3 separate regions of the Mus musculus genome follow, and all the other regions are linked to region 2. A link is a contact called in public HiCAR-type and HiChIP or PLAC-seq data. All regions are on one chromosome and are shown on one strand. The core of a region is the stretch at or near the end of the contact, and the rest is flanking DNA. Distances in the headings are between cores, read along the strand shown. Region 1 overlaps Ift80 (intraflagellar transport 80). Region 2 holds the start of 1110032F04Rik (RIKEN cDNA 1110032F04 gene). Region 3 has its middle 39 kb from the start of 1110032F04Rik.

The links. HiChIP or PLAC-seq counts read pairs in DNA pulled down with a chosen protein or histone mark. HiCAR-type assays count read pairs that join an accessible place to other places.
Region 1: a CTCF HiChIP or PLAC-seq map of CD8 T cells shows a contact between it and region 2, with 11 read pairs. The contact joins the enhancer-like site here to the promoter of 1110032F04Rik in region 2. A contact is called at or near these places in 1 of 39 promoter capture datasets (embryonic stem cells), 2 of 15 datasets of contacts at CTCF or cohesin (CD8 T cells and the NIH/3T3 cell line), 3 of 484 Hi-C or Micro-C datasets (cerebral cortex, embryonic stem cells and epidermal suprabasal cells), 4 of 115 datasets of contacts at active chromatin or transcription factors (CD8 T cells and embryonic stem cells) and 3 of 9 other capture datasets (adipose tissue, liver and pancreatic islet).
Region 3: a HiCAR-type map of Th17 cells shows a contact between it and region 2, with 2.6 times the contacts expected there. The contact joins the enhancer-like site here to the promoter of 1110032F04Rik in region 2. A contact is called at or near these places in 6 of 484 Hi-C or Micro-C datasets (Th2 cells, cerebral cortex, cortical neurons and 2 more), 9 of 115 datasets of contacts at active chromatin or transcription factors (CD8 T cells, SST interneurons, Th17 cells and 3 more) and 3 of 9 other capture datasets (adipose tissue, liver and pancreatic islet).

What each region holds. Positions count from the first base shown.
Region 1 is chr3:68,904,062-68,908,389 of GRCm38.p6, reverse strand. The region is part of intron 18 of Ift80 (intraflagellar transport 80); the gene reads left to right. Among named protein-coding and RNA genes, the nearest start is that of 1110032F04Rik, 37 kb to the right of the region's middle. Within about 2 kb of position 2,824, at least 39 of the 459 cell types and tissues checked have an H3K27ac peak or open chromatin away from gene starts, as enhancers often do. A contact at or near this core is called in CD8 T cells and cerebral cortex, where this site is marked.
Region 2 is chr3:68,867,572-68,872,110 of GRCm38.p6, reverse strand. It overlaps 1110032F04Rik (RIKEN cDNA 1110032F04 gene), which reads right to left and starts at 2,525. Exons shown (of 1, transcript NM_001167996.1): 1 at 1-2,525. The coding sequence starts at 2,403. The coding sequence ends at 1,660.
Region 3 is chr3:68,827,930-68,832,296 of GRCm38.p6, reverse strand. No RefSeq gene overlaps it. Among named protein-coding and RNA genes, the nearest start is that of 1110032F04Rik, 39 kb to the left of the region's middle. Within about 2 kb of position 2,191, at least 6 of the 459 cell types and tissues checked have an H3K27ac peak or open chromatin away from gene starts, as enhancers often do. A contact at or near this core is called in Th17 cells, where this site is marked.

The DNA.
Region 1 (4,328 bases), core at 1,575-4,074, 36 kb before region 2:
GAAAAGGCCCACATGTCACACTGTGCAGGCCAGAGCTGCATTTCCTGGTGGATTATTTGCTATGTAGTAATTATGAAGTCATGGTTATTCTGTATAAAAAGTTTGACTGTGTCATTTAAATTGCCTTTGTCAAGGTCATGAGGCCCTACAGGGAGTGTGATTTACAGATGTGAAGTTCAAGGGAACTCCCAGTCTTTGAGGAATTAGCAAAATTCCTCAATATCAAAACTATCAAAATTATCAAAAAGGATAATTCCTTTAAGGAATTGTCAGTCGGTAGAGAACATAAGTCTATGGCTAACAATTAGCGTTTACAGAGAAGAGCGAAGTGCAGCCGTACCAAGTGCCCACTGTTAGGGTTTGGCTTAAGAAGAGGACTCAGCTGGGAGAGTGCTTACCATTTCATCATTTAAGGATCTTATTTGCATTCCAAGCACCCATATAAAAAGCTGGGTACAGCAGCGTACCTGTAATCCCAGTGCTGGGAGGGTGGAGACAGAAGGACCACTAGGGTTTCCTGGCCAGCCAATTTATCTGAATTGTCAAGCTCCAGGTTCAATGAGAACCCTTTTTAAAAGGAAAGGTATAGAGACAGATGAGTGCTCAGACCTAATCAGATACTTATAACAACATCCCTCTAAGGCTTGGGGAACAGCTCAGAAGAGGGAACAGAAAGAAAGTAAGAGCCAGAAGATAAGAGAACGGCTTCTAAATGTGCTCGTCTGGGTGTGACAGTCAATGTAGTCTTGAACTCACAGCAGCTGTGGTTACCTGCTCAAAACTTACCCTGCCAGCCATCAGTTATGGCTGGGGAGGGCGTCCCGTGGCCCTACCCCTGCTTGCTGTAATATATGTTACTGATAGATTCTGGGATATGAGGAGTCATTGAATAATTTTCTACCATGGTAACACAGAGGGCCCTGGTTGAATTCATTGTGTCACTTAACACACACACAGAGACATGAATGTGCGAAAGAGATTTATAGGATGAATAACAGGGATGGGGAGGGAGATGAGAGAGTGAGAGATGATAATAATAAGAATGCCCTTTATACATATATAAGAATGTCAATGAACAAATTTAATTAATTATAAAAAACGTTTTAAAAAGTAAAGTGGAAACTAATTGAAGGTGACACCCAGCATTACCTTCTGGCTTAAACACAGACACACACATACACATGCTCGCACACACAAAAGACTAGGCTTTGGAGTAGCATTTGGTTTCTAGAATGCTTGCCTAGTATGTGCAAGGGGGAAAAAGAATATTCAGCAAAATACGTTAGGAAGAACCAAAAGGATGAAGTTAAAAAAGACCTTGTTATGGAAAAGCACATAATAAATAGTGTGAGGTGACCATCAGTCAGCCTCAGCAGTGAGCAGTTATTACAGTCTCCATGCCCTCCCTCCTCCTACCATTTATTTTAAAGCAGACTACAATTATCACGTTTTATCTGTGAGAATTTAAATGTATCTCTCCAAAAGATTTTAGCTGCCATAATACCATAACCATACTTAAAAATAATCAGCAATTATACAGTGTTCCTGTTTCTCTGTTATCTAATGAGCATTTTTATGGTTTGAACTGTGATCCATAGAAGACTCATATTTTGTGATTAGTTGATACATTCTTAGACATCCTGTTTCTTTTTGTGTTTGCTTATAATTTTCCCACTGAAGGAACTGGACCTGTAGGACTTCCTATCATCTCGACATTGTTGATTACATCCTTATGGTGTCTGTCTCCTGAATTAGCTACAAATTCATCCTAAACCTAGGTCCTTACAGGTTTAATTGGGGGCTAGGGAGAGGGAACGTAACTACTGTAGCTTGTGGTATGTATATTTCCAGGATGACTGATCATCTGTGGTTTTCTGATATTGGCAAGTGTTGATGGTCACTGTTAGATACCTTACTTTTAGAATGGTGGAAGGAAGTGTTGAATGACACACTAGATTGCTTTTAAGGTCCCTGAACTCTACCTCTGTTTAAAGCTTCTAGAAGGGGGTGGCTTTTAATTCATTCATGTGTTACTCTGCTTGGAAGCCATGCTTTGGCTGGTTGTCTTTCTATATTTCATATTTGTTTTTGGAGAATGCCTGCAACCTGGTAGAATGCAGACTAGAGACATGTAGGTAGGTAGTTTATCTGTTTGGTGTCTATTTGTACATTCAGTGTTACTGTTGTCTGAGAAACTCAGGAGAATCAGAAATGAAAGCTCCAGGTATACACTAATATTGTGTATAAGTGTTAGTAAAATAATTTCTAATCTACTGCCAGTTATATAAAGGGCTTTTGATTTATTCAAGTTATGCAAAAAATCATATTTGGAAGTTATCATATCTTTTTATATAACTTTTTCCTATTTAAAATACATGGACTTATTCCAGCCCTAGAATCTAATGTCACATTTGTTTGGTTGCCAAACCATTTTAAAACTAGAGACATACTGTTCCCAAAACCCTTATATAATTTGAAGTAAGTTCCCTCCTAAATGTGGTAGAGAAACATTTTTTACCCAGTGTGTGTGCATTTAGAGAGTACTTAAAATAGCACATATGTAAATGTTTACTTTTAGCCATTACTCTTCAAATAATTAATGCATGCTTTATTGTCATAATGACAGTAATGTAGAGAATACTCGGGCCTAACCCCTGAATACAGGATTAGATATTACATTGTCTTCTCTGCATAATTAAATGTATTGATGTTTGCATACCAAATTACTTCCCCAGAATTTTTTAAAAGCCCCAATACAGAGTGGCTGCCTATGACTTCTGCTTTCACTTTTGCAAGCAAGGTTTCCCAGCCCATCATTTACTGTAAGGTGCCAGTAGTGTGATTCAGCAGAGTCCCCACTGACACACAGCTCAGCAGGATCAGAGGCTCAGGTGGGTAGAGGCTAGAAGGAAGAAGGCACCTTGGCCCCCACCACTCAACCCTCAGAGCCTCTGCTACTCAATCCTTGCCTTTTCTTTCTCACATCAGTCCCCATCTGCTTGATTCATTGTTCTCTGAAAGACTTAGTGTTGTACAAAATAAGAGACTCTGCTAGTCCATGGCCACAGCAACTCCTATAAAGAAAGCATTTAATTGGGGATTGCTTACAGTTCAGAGGTTTAGTCCATCCTCATCATGGCATGGAACATGGTGTTACACAGGCAGCTATGGTATGGGAGAAATAACTGAGAGTTCTATGTCCAGATCCACAGGCAACTGTGAGAGCAAGCCACTGGGCCTGGCTTGGGCTCTTGAAACCTCAAGGCCCAACCCCAGTGGCACATTTACTCTAACAAGGCCACACCTACCCCAACTAGCCGTACCTCCTAATCTTTTCAATAGTGATACTCCCTGGTGACTAAGCATTCAAATCTATGATCCTTTGGGGGCTATTCTCACTCAAACCACCAGAACAAAATACAGCATATGTTGATATGTTTTATAAGAAATCATGTTTCTTCATTTTGGCATTACCATTTGTGGTATTGCTGAGTTATACTCATATGTTTATATTGTTTGCCCCACCTGAGGAAGTAGTACCCTCAGCCCCACCTCTTGAAATAATGCCTTCCCCACATGAGGAAATTAATTTTGCAGAGTCTGCTCACGGCCCACCAATAGTTTCTTCTAGACCTGTAACCAGACTCAAAGCAAAACAGGCTCCTAGAGGGGAGGTAGAAAGTGTAGTCCATGAGGAAATTCGCTACACTACTAAGGAGCTTAATGAGTTTGCTAATTCATTCAAGCAGAAACCTGGTGAATATGTGTGGGAATGGATTTTAAGGGTGTGGGATAAGGGTGGAAGGAACATAAAACTAGAGCAGGCTGAGTTTATTGACATGGGTCCTCTGAGTAGAGATTCTAGGTTTAATACGGAAGCTCGCATAGTTAAAAAAGGTGTCAAAAGTTTGTCGAATTCATGGGTCCAGGAATCAAGGGGTGGAAAATGGAATAGTTCCACTTACTATCACCCCTAGTGACCCTCTAGGAAAATTTTTGCTTCCTGTCCCCATAACTCTAGGTTCTGCTGGCTTAGAAGTTTTGGCTCCAGAGAGGGGAGTGCTCCTACCAGGAGCTACAACAAACATTCCATTGAACTGGAAGCTCAGACTTCCCCCTGGTCATTTTGGGCTTCTAATGCCCTTAAACCAACAGGCTAAAAAAGGAATAACAGTGTTAGGAGGGGTGATAGATCCAGATTACCATGGGGAAATTGGATTACCTCTTCACAAGGCATGGCTCCTTCATGTTCTCTTCTGGACCTGCCCCAGCCTTGGCTCCAAAGGCTGAGCCCAAAGGTCCAGAATACCCCAGCTCCAGCACCTCGC
Region 2 (4,539 bases), core at 1,276-3,775:
GGGTCATTAGCTTTGAGAAGTTTAAAGCAAACCATTCTTTTTATTATAATCCATACATTAAAAAAGTTCCCAGGACATCAGACTTTTTCAATCACCCTTTAAAAGTTAAAAGTAATCAAATCATTTTAAAAAATCCAAACCAGCTAATTGGAGATTTCTTGGGCCCACCCAGCTTCTTCAATCATAGACCCATGTGGGTAATCTTTCTTGACAACTGGTATACTTCACGCTTCTCCAGAGGAAGCTGGACTTCTTGCCACCCTTTCCTCCCATGCTAGCCGTAAGCCACCACAGCTATATGGCATACAATGTATATAGTGTACACAGACATTACCATATGTACATTATACATGATGCATTAAAATGTGTCTTATTACCCTTTCCTTAAAGGGAATGTCCCAGAATGGTAAATCTAGTAAAATGATACCACTTAATTTTAATAAACATAGGTTGGGTGAATCCATCTTTGGACATTACTGAAAAGTTTCAGACTTAAATGAAAGTTACTAGTCCATTTTTATGTTTAGAATCACATTGCAGAATGTATCTCAGATGAAAAATAGAGAAGGAAATACAGGCAAGCCATCTTGCTACATGGTGTGGTATATATATATATATATTCCTTTTACATGATTCCATGATGAATGATACAGTTCAGAGCCAGGCTACATAATGTACACAGTTATTATAAAAAGTTATGTATTATGCTTCAGTACTAAAAATAAAATATATTCTCAAATAGTGAAAATAAGATATCCTTCATGTTTTTATGTCACATTTCCTGCTTGACCCTGACCTCCGCTTAATGAAATGATGTCCAACACTGTATTAAACAGTGACAGCACGTGGGCGATTTCTTGACAGTAACTGGCCTAAAACAAAACTGATTATCTTGTCAATTTGTTGAACTGTCTAATGCATGACAAAATATAAAAATAAAGGACAAAGATAAACAGTCTACATACTGAAAAATCAAAGTCCGCTGGTACCACATTACAAATACGGTCTGGACATCTTGAACAGATGCAGCCACTAAGCCATCCATCATGGTACCCCTTCCCCAACAAAACTGTGAGCCAGGAAGACACCAAAGGGTTTTCTGGGTCCTTTTCAAGGGATCGCATCACAGTCAAGCGCTGCTTCTACAGACTGCATGCAGCAGTCACTGGTCGTGGTCCAGAGCCAAAGGCTCCTCACCATTATGTCCTGGGAGACCGTGACCGGTCCAAGCAGGAGAGCAAGGAATGGACCTATGCTCCTTCCCTTTTAACAACAGTAAAGCAAGCCGCTGGTCTCTAAACACACCAAACGGTTTACCTGTTCTTTTGGATTGGAGAAGCAGGCACTTACAGTGAACACAAGGGGAGGCATGGCAGAGGGCGGGGACGACCGTCCAAGAAGAGCTGGGGGCTAGTCCTAAGCCATTGCCCCGCCGAGCTGCCCAGCCTTGAGCCCAAAGAAACATAGAAAACCACAGATTCCCCGGGAAGCGAGAGGGAGGGGACTGACCCCAACCCAGGCGCGGGGCTACAGGTTGTACGGGGATGCTAGGTGTGGTCAGAGGCAGTCAGTGGCGGCCGCCAACACACCAGCTGTTGCGTGCCACCCGCAGCCCCCAACCTTGTAGGATCCGGGCGATCCCCATGAGGCTCCCTGAACTCAGATGAGCGGGAAACGGACCTGGCCGCCGTCGGAGTCCCCGGCACTGCCGCCTCGCGGGCGGCCGAGCACCGACACGGGCAGCACGACCTCCGCTGGGCTGAGCTGCTGCAGCCGCATGGACTCCTCATAGGTGGGCAGGTACTTGACCTCCTCGTAGCTGGGCAGCTGGAGAAACACCGGTGACACCACGTGCAGCTCGTGCTCCGAAACGCAGGAGGGAGGCAGGCGTCCGCCACTTCCTCGGCCCCGACCACCGCCACTATCCAACAGTGAGTCCTGCGAGCCCGCGGCCACCTCGTCGCGCAGCAGAGCGGGCGAGTCGTCGTCGTCGTCGGGTGGCCCCGCCGTCCCCGGCGGTCCCGCACCCCCGGGAGGCCCGGGTCGTGCCTGGCCAGGTCGCGCCTGGCCACGCGGGTACCTGCGTGGGCTGGGGCAGATGATGCGCTGCAGGAAGTAGCCGATGGCGAAGAGCACCAGCAGGATGAGCAGCCCAGAGAGCTTGCGGACGAACCAGCCCACGTTGTCCAGAAAGGCGTGGAGCGGCAGCTTGCAGCAGCGCACGGCCGTGGCGTTGGCCGAGTCGCAGCAGCGCTCCCGCTCACCGCACGCCAGCTCCGCGCAGCCCCCGCCGCCCCGCGAGGGCGCCACCAACGCCAGCGCCAACAGCAGCAGCAGCGGCAGCAGCGGCGGTGGCGCTGGAGCCACCGACAGGCCCTCGGCGGTGACCCCGGGACCCCACATGGCCGGCGCAGATCTCCGCTGGCGTCCGGGACCGCGAGGCTCGGAGCTCCGTCTGGCCCCGGCGCTGCGATGGGTCCCGCGCGCGCCGCCTCCCGCGCCCCGGCTACCTGCGGCCCGAGCGGTGCTCACTTGGCCACGCTGGGGCGGGAGGAGGAGCCCGGGGCGCGCCGAGGCTGCGGGAGGCGGCTGCTGCTCACCGCTGTCGCCGCCTCGGGAGCCTGTGACCTCGAGCCGTAGCGCCTGGGCGCCAGGGTCCCGGGAGAAGCGTGCGGAGCCGCGGAGATGAACAGAGCCGGCCTGCGCTGGGTCTCTCTGGGCATCTCGGCCGTTGCCCGCCGCGCTCTTCTTCCGGCACCTGGGTACCCCGCGGCGCTGGAAGGGTTAAGGCTGAGCTCTCAGCCCCGGAGCCCCTTGATCTTGATTAATTCAGCCGGCGCGCTCTTCCTCGCCAGACGGGCGGGGCGCGCTCTCTCACTAGCGTAGGTGTCTCAGTTTTAAGTGATTGGATTTCCCCGGGAATATTATTTAAATTGACTCGGACCGGGTTCCGCTTACCATCTTTCTTGTGATCTTTCTGATTAAAAATGAATGATGGCCATTAATGGCCAGTGCAGCCCCATTGCTGCCCTAAGGTTCTAGGGTGGGAATTGCTGGATAGTTCTGCTGACAGGTAGGTCCAGGTTGTTGGGGAGCGCGGACCCTAAGAAACTCCAGAACAGGTAAGAATTCTTTGGAGAGGCTCAAGTTACAGCCACAGAGGTAGCCCCAGAGGGACCGAGAAGCACTCTGTTGAGGTGACCCTGCTCACCAAGGAGAAGAAAGAAGACCTTTAGTTCTCAGAGACTCACCTGACCCAGCCCTCGGCTTTCCTGTACTCAAAGAGGACAGCAGAATTGTGGGGTGCAGGGGCTCCCTCCTGCAGCATAAATAGCCTATGTAGGAAGGCGGAGGGGAGCAGTAAGTGGTTGGCCAAGTTCCTGAGCGCGATCTGAAGGTCTTTTTCAAGGTTATTCTTGTTTGCAAAATCTGACTTTAAAGGAAACAAGTACTTTGTTTCCAAATAGTACTTGGGTCCGTTTCCCTTCATGTCACCCACCCCTGGAGGAAAGCTCAGCGCATCCAGACCCTTTGGGCATATATCTGTTGGGTGGTGGAGCCCCTGAGAAAGCTGCTTTGGTTGAGGCAGTATAAAACAGACACACTTACACAGAAGGACTCACTGACGAGGAAAACTAATAGGGAATTTTCAAGGTTGGTGTGAGAAAATAAGTAAAAGGACATACAGTGCCCGAACAGACTCAGCTATGACCCAGGCTTTCTCTTCTGAAGAGAGGAGGAGAGCAAGCAGAATGGGGTGGGGTTAATGGAGGTCAACCATGGGCCAGCTTAAGTGCAAAGTCTTCTGGTTCTTCTTTTGGTGGGAACACCATGCTTTGCTTGAACTTCAAAACGACGATGCTTTCTCTTCTAGGAGAAGTGTCTGTGAAACCTCCCTAAGCCCAGGCGTTTGCTAAGTTCTTGTGAAGCCAAAGCATTCTCTGGCTGTGCTCTGCGGGAAGGACTGAGGCCTAGTCCATAAAGCTTAAATCGACAATGCTTTCAAGCTATAGCCAGATAGGGGAATGTCAGAGTCAAGAGATTGACTCTGATAAAGTGCCTGTTGTATTATTTTCAGTCTCCCCCATTCCTTTCCCGAATTTACATTGAGAATGTATACTGAGTATGTTCTGTATTTGGGGAATCCTGCTAATTGATGAATAAATAATAGCCTCCCAAGAGTGGGGTGACCCCAGTTCTGCATACCAGTTTCAACTGATCAGAGAGAACAAATGCCAAATGTCTTCCTTCTTCATAACTTGCCCTAAGCTAAGATAAAAATTGATGTGTTTAATAGTCTCAGGCTAAGGGAAGCTCATGGCTTGATATGCCATGAGAGAAGTGCAGGGTCTCCTTGGGTTTTTAGAATTAGGGGTCCTAGGATTTCTGCCAGTCCTAGCAGAAGCAATGGCAGAAGGAAAGGGAGGGGGGACTCTGTGATTGATGAAAAGAGGAGGGCGGCCTGCTGGGTGGTGTCTTGAAATTTGAAACAAAGGCATTAAAATTTTAAATTACACTTTATATATTTATTGGGGGGGA
Region 3 (4,367 bases), core at 942-3,441, 39 kb after region 2:
TTTTCTTAATTATCAACTGTTGGGGCAGGGGAAGTCATTGTGGAGGTGACATCCCTGGGCTGGTGATCCTCAGATTCGATAAGAAGGCCGAGCAAACCATGAGGAGCAAGCCAGTCAGCACCACTCCCCTTCTGCGTTATCTCCCATCTCCAGCATCCCACCTCCAGGATCCTGTCTTGTTGGGGTTTCTTCAATGATGAACAACTCTGTGGAAGTATAAGACAAATGAACCCTTCCTCCCTAACTTGATATTTGGGTCATGGCAATTAAAACCCTAAGATAGTTGTTGCTTTTTAAAGATTTATTTATTTATTTATTTTATGTATGTGAGTACACTGTAGCTGTCTTCAGACACACCAGAAGAGGGCATCAGATCCCATTACAGATGGTTGTGAACCACCATGTGGTTGCTGGGAATTGAACTCAGGACCTAAGAGAGGTTTATCATGGTATCTTAAAGCCTCACGGAGAGCCAAAAGTAACAATGGCAGCCTTTGGGTTTTATCTCATAAGCCAGCTTTTCTTATTTAGTAGAACTTGCTTGGATAACTGTGTGGAAGAGTTTTAAGATCATATTCAAGCTGAGTGAAAAAGATTGTTCTGGTGGATTAGTAATGTCTCCCTCAGGGATGGGACAGCAGTATATGTGATATCTGTCTCCCCAGGTTTAGATATTGCCTAACCCAACACCTGTTCTAAATGCTTTCTCCCTTTACATAGATCTATTGGGCATCGTGGAAAGCCTAAATACTTGCTTGCCTGGCTTGCTTTGTAGCTAAGGGTGATCATGTCACACGATTCCTGTTTGGATGTGAGTTTGCAGGTAGGCAGCCTTCTTGTGACCAGGAGGATAATTTGAGGAATCAGAACCTATAAATCCCACAAAGCATAAGGCACTGCCAACAGTTGGCCAACTTCAGATGTACAGTCAGGTGAGACCTGCCAGCTCCTATTCATTTCAGATAGCTATAACTTTTTGTGGAACATTTTCCTAACACATCCTAGATCATACACCTAACTTTCCAGAACCTAATATAAATTATCGTTAGTAGATATCAAATATCTCTTCAGCCAATCTCTTGCTGTTTAAGTGTGGAATTATGAATTCCTGCTACTCTGCTAGCTGACACTCCAGAGAAACAGTCCTTTAAAATATTGTGTGGCTACAAGAAGCCCATGAAATGGCTGTCTTAGAACTAGCTCTGTAGACCGGGCTTGCCTCAAACCCAGAGATTTGCCTGCCTCTGCCTCCCGAGTGCTGGGATTAAAGGTCTGTTCCACTTCCACCCCGTGTCTGTGGAATGGACAGAACACTGACCAAGGACACCAGGAAGGGTGAGGTACCGTCCCAGGTCTGTCCTTACTATTTGTGCCCTAAGTCTTTCAGGATTTCAACTGCATTGCATACAATGAAGGACTGGCCCAGAAAATGCTCAAGGTGTCTAGCTCTAATAGAAATGGATGGAAATGGCTCTGAAGAGTAACTTTCTCTCCGTGCTGCAAAAGATGAGCTTGCTGTGGTGACACGATCCTTGGATCAGACATAGGATCTTTCTCAGAAATGCTGTCTTGGTCCATCTGCTTGCTTCTGTCTGCCCTTTGCCCACCGGACATTTGATTCTTGAGCTATCCTGTAGCTTTGGTTTAGAAGCCTTCTCAGCAGTTTGGATTTCTGCATAATGGATTTGTTCCACCTCCCTGGAACTCTAACACCCATCTCATTTGTCTTCATGTTTGATCTCAGCTCCTGCCCTCCCCTCAGATCTGCAGCGAGCCCTGCTCTAACTCCAGTTACAGTGGAAAGAATGGAGTGTCCATAGAGACTAAGGCTTGTCCGTGGGCAATCCCCAACACCCCTAGTATCCAGTGTCCTGACACTCCATCATACTGAGCATGTCCAGGCCTTCATCATCATCATCATCATCATCATCATCATCATCATCAGCAGCAGCAGCAGCAGCAGCAGCAGCAGCAGCAGCAGCAGCAACAGCAGCAGCGTCTTCCTCCCACCCAGGCTGCCAGAGGTAGCTAGCCACATCAATCACACAGGTTAAGTAGCTGCCTTATAAACACCACGCACCAAGGAAAGTCTTCTTTGTTTGTATGGACTTTGAAACCCAGGTTCTAGGAAGAACTCAACTGTCCCAGCTATATGACCACATTTCTATAGCAACCACTTCAGGCTCCTACAAGCTGAACTATGAGGCACCATGGCTCCACCACACACGTGGGTGGACTGCTTATCTCCTGACCTTTAAGCATCATCACCTGTGCCCATGAATCTTTAAATTCACCCATTTGTAACCAGCCAAGAGGAGGAACTGAGCTTAGAAGGATGTGGGGGGACAGCTGTAATTCCTAACTCCATCTTTCCTTGTAACAAGTTGATTTGGGTATCATAAACCAATGTGGCAGCAAAAGGAGCGTGGACTTGAGATTTCCCATCTTAGCGGGAACTCCCATAATCATCCTCCAAACGCTGACACCATTGCATACACTAGCAAGATTTTGCTGAAAGGACCCTGATATAGCTGTCTCTTGTGAGACTATGCCGGGGCCTAGCAAACACAGAAGTGGATGATCACAGTCAGCTATTGGATGGGTCACAGGGCCCCCAATGGAGGAGCTAGAGAAAGTACCCAAGGAGCTAAAGGGATCTGCAACCCTATAGGTAGAACAACATTATGAACTAACCAGTACCCGGAGCTCTTGACTCTAGCTGCATATGTATCAGAAGATGGCCTAGTCGGCCATCAGTGGAAAGAGAGGCCCATTGGTCGTGCAAACTTTATCTGCCTCAGTACAGGGGAACGCCAGGGCCAAGAAGTGGGAGTGGGTGGGGGAGCAGGTGGGAGACTTTTGGGATAGCATTGGAAATGTAAATGAAATAAATACCTAATAAAAAAACAAATAACAAAAACAAACTAACAAAAATGAGAAATTTACCCTAGAATCTGATTTGTGGTTCCTGCTCTGTCCACGCAGTGACCTGCAGTCTGAACTTCAGACCTGGTGTGTCTGACTTCTGGAATCTGCCTTCTCTTGAATCTCTGGAGCAGCCGAGCTCCTTGTTACCCAGCTGTCAACAACAGAGTGCTGATACGCATACGCTTGAAGCTGTGCTCTCTTGCATGTTATGATAATTTATGCTTTCATACGGGTGTGTGCTTTTTTACTCTCTCTATATAATGACTTATATAAATAATGCATATGATCAGTAACAGACCGGCTAGTGTGTTAGTGTTAATCTTCAAGGTGATCGAATGTTTCCTAACACAGGTGATTAGCTTTTGTTTGGCTTAAATTTGATAAATCAGACTTGAAAAACAGATAACAAAGCTAGATGTCCATTGGCAAATGAGCTTTCTCTTTATTCTCTAACTTGATACCAACTGCCTCTCTAATGCACGCAGGGCCCAAACACAGCCTTCTGAGAGCATCTTTATGAAGAGAGGCCACTTCTGTTTTATCACTGTATATGGCAGAATGACTAATAGAGTCACCCCTTGTGCAGTCTACAAATGAGTGTTTGTCACCTACTCATATTCTGTGAAAACCTAAAAGCATTGAAGACACAGCTGAGCACTAAGCATCGAGTTCCGAAAGGCTCAAACTCAAGAATGAAGGAGGTTTCTCTCTGTCAAAAGCCCCCCATCCCATTTTAGAAGCAAGATGACTCTGCACGTTGGAACCAAACAAGAGGTGATGAGAAGTATTTTGCTGTAAGCAAGTATTTTCTTTCATTTTTTTGAAAGAAAAGCCGATTTCAGCATTTGTATATGATTGTGGTGTTTTCTCTCTCAGATTACGCCATCCCCCCCTCCAACAAGTTAGACAGTGTCTAAAAGCAAATTTAATGGCTTAACTTCATTAAAATTTGAAAGTACTGCAATGAAATTACATCAACACGGTGGATGTCGTCAAATTTCCCAGATTCTTGTCTCAGACCTGTCATTTAATGTTTTTATCAATGTGTGTGTGTGTGGGGGGGGGGGCTAATCAGGAAGATAACTTATACCTTGAATATTTTTCCTCTCATTGTAAGAACTGTTCAGTGTAATCATCAGTATGTGTGCACATTTGCTGTGAAAGTGAACCCCGTGATAGATCCACTCTCCCTAAACCATGATAAACATACAACAACAACACACATGGAATTCCTGAGGTTTATAAAACCAGCTGTGAGCCTGGAAATCTTCAGGAAAATGACTTGCTGTAATAACAACACCAAAAGGCATTCATATTGACAATGATCAGGGTTTCCAAAGCAGAGTTTAAATAGTGACATTTCTTAGGCTGCGGTGATGCTAGCGCCACGGATCTTACAGAGAACATTTTGCTTCTGATATTTATAACTTAGCTCAGCC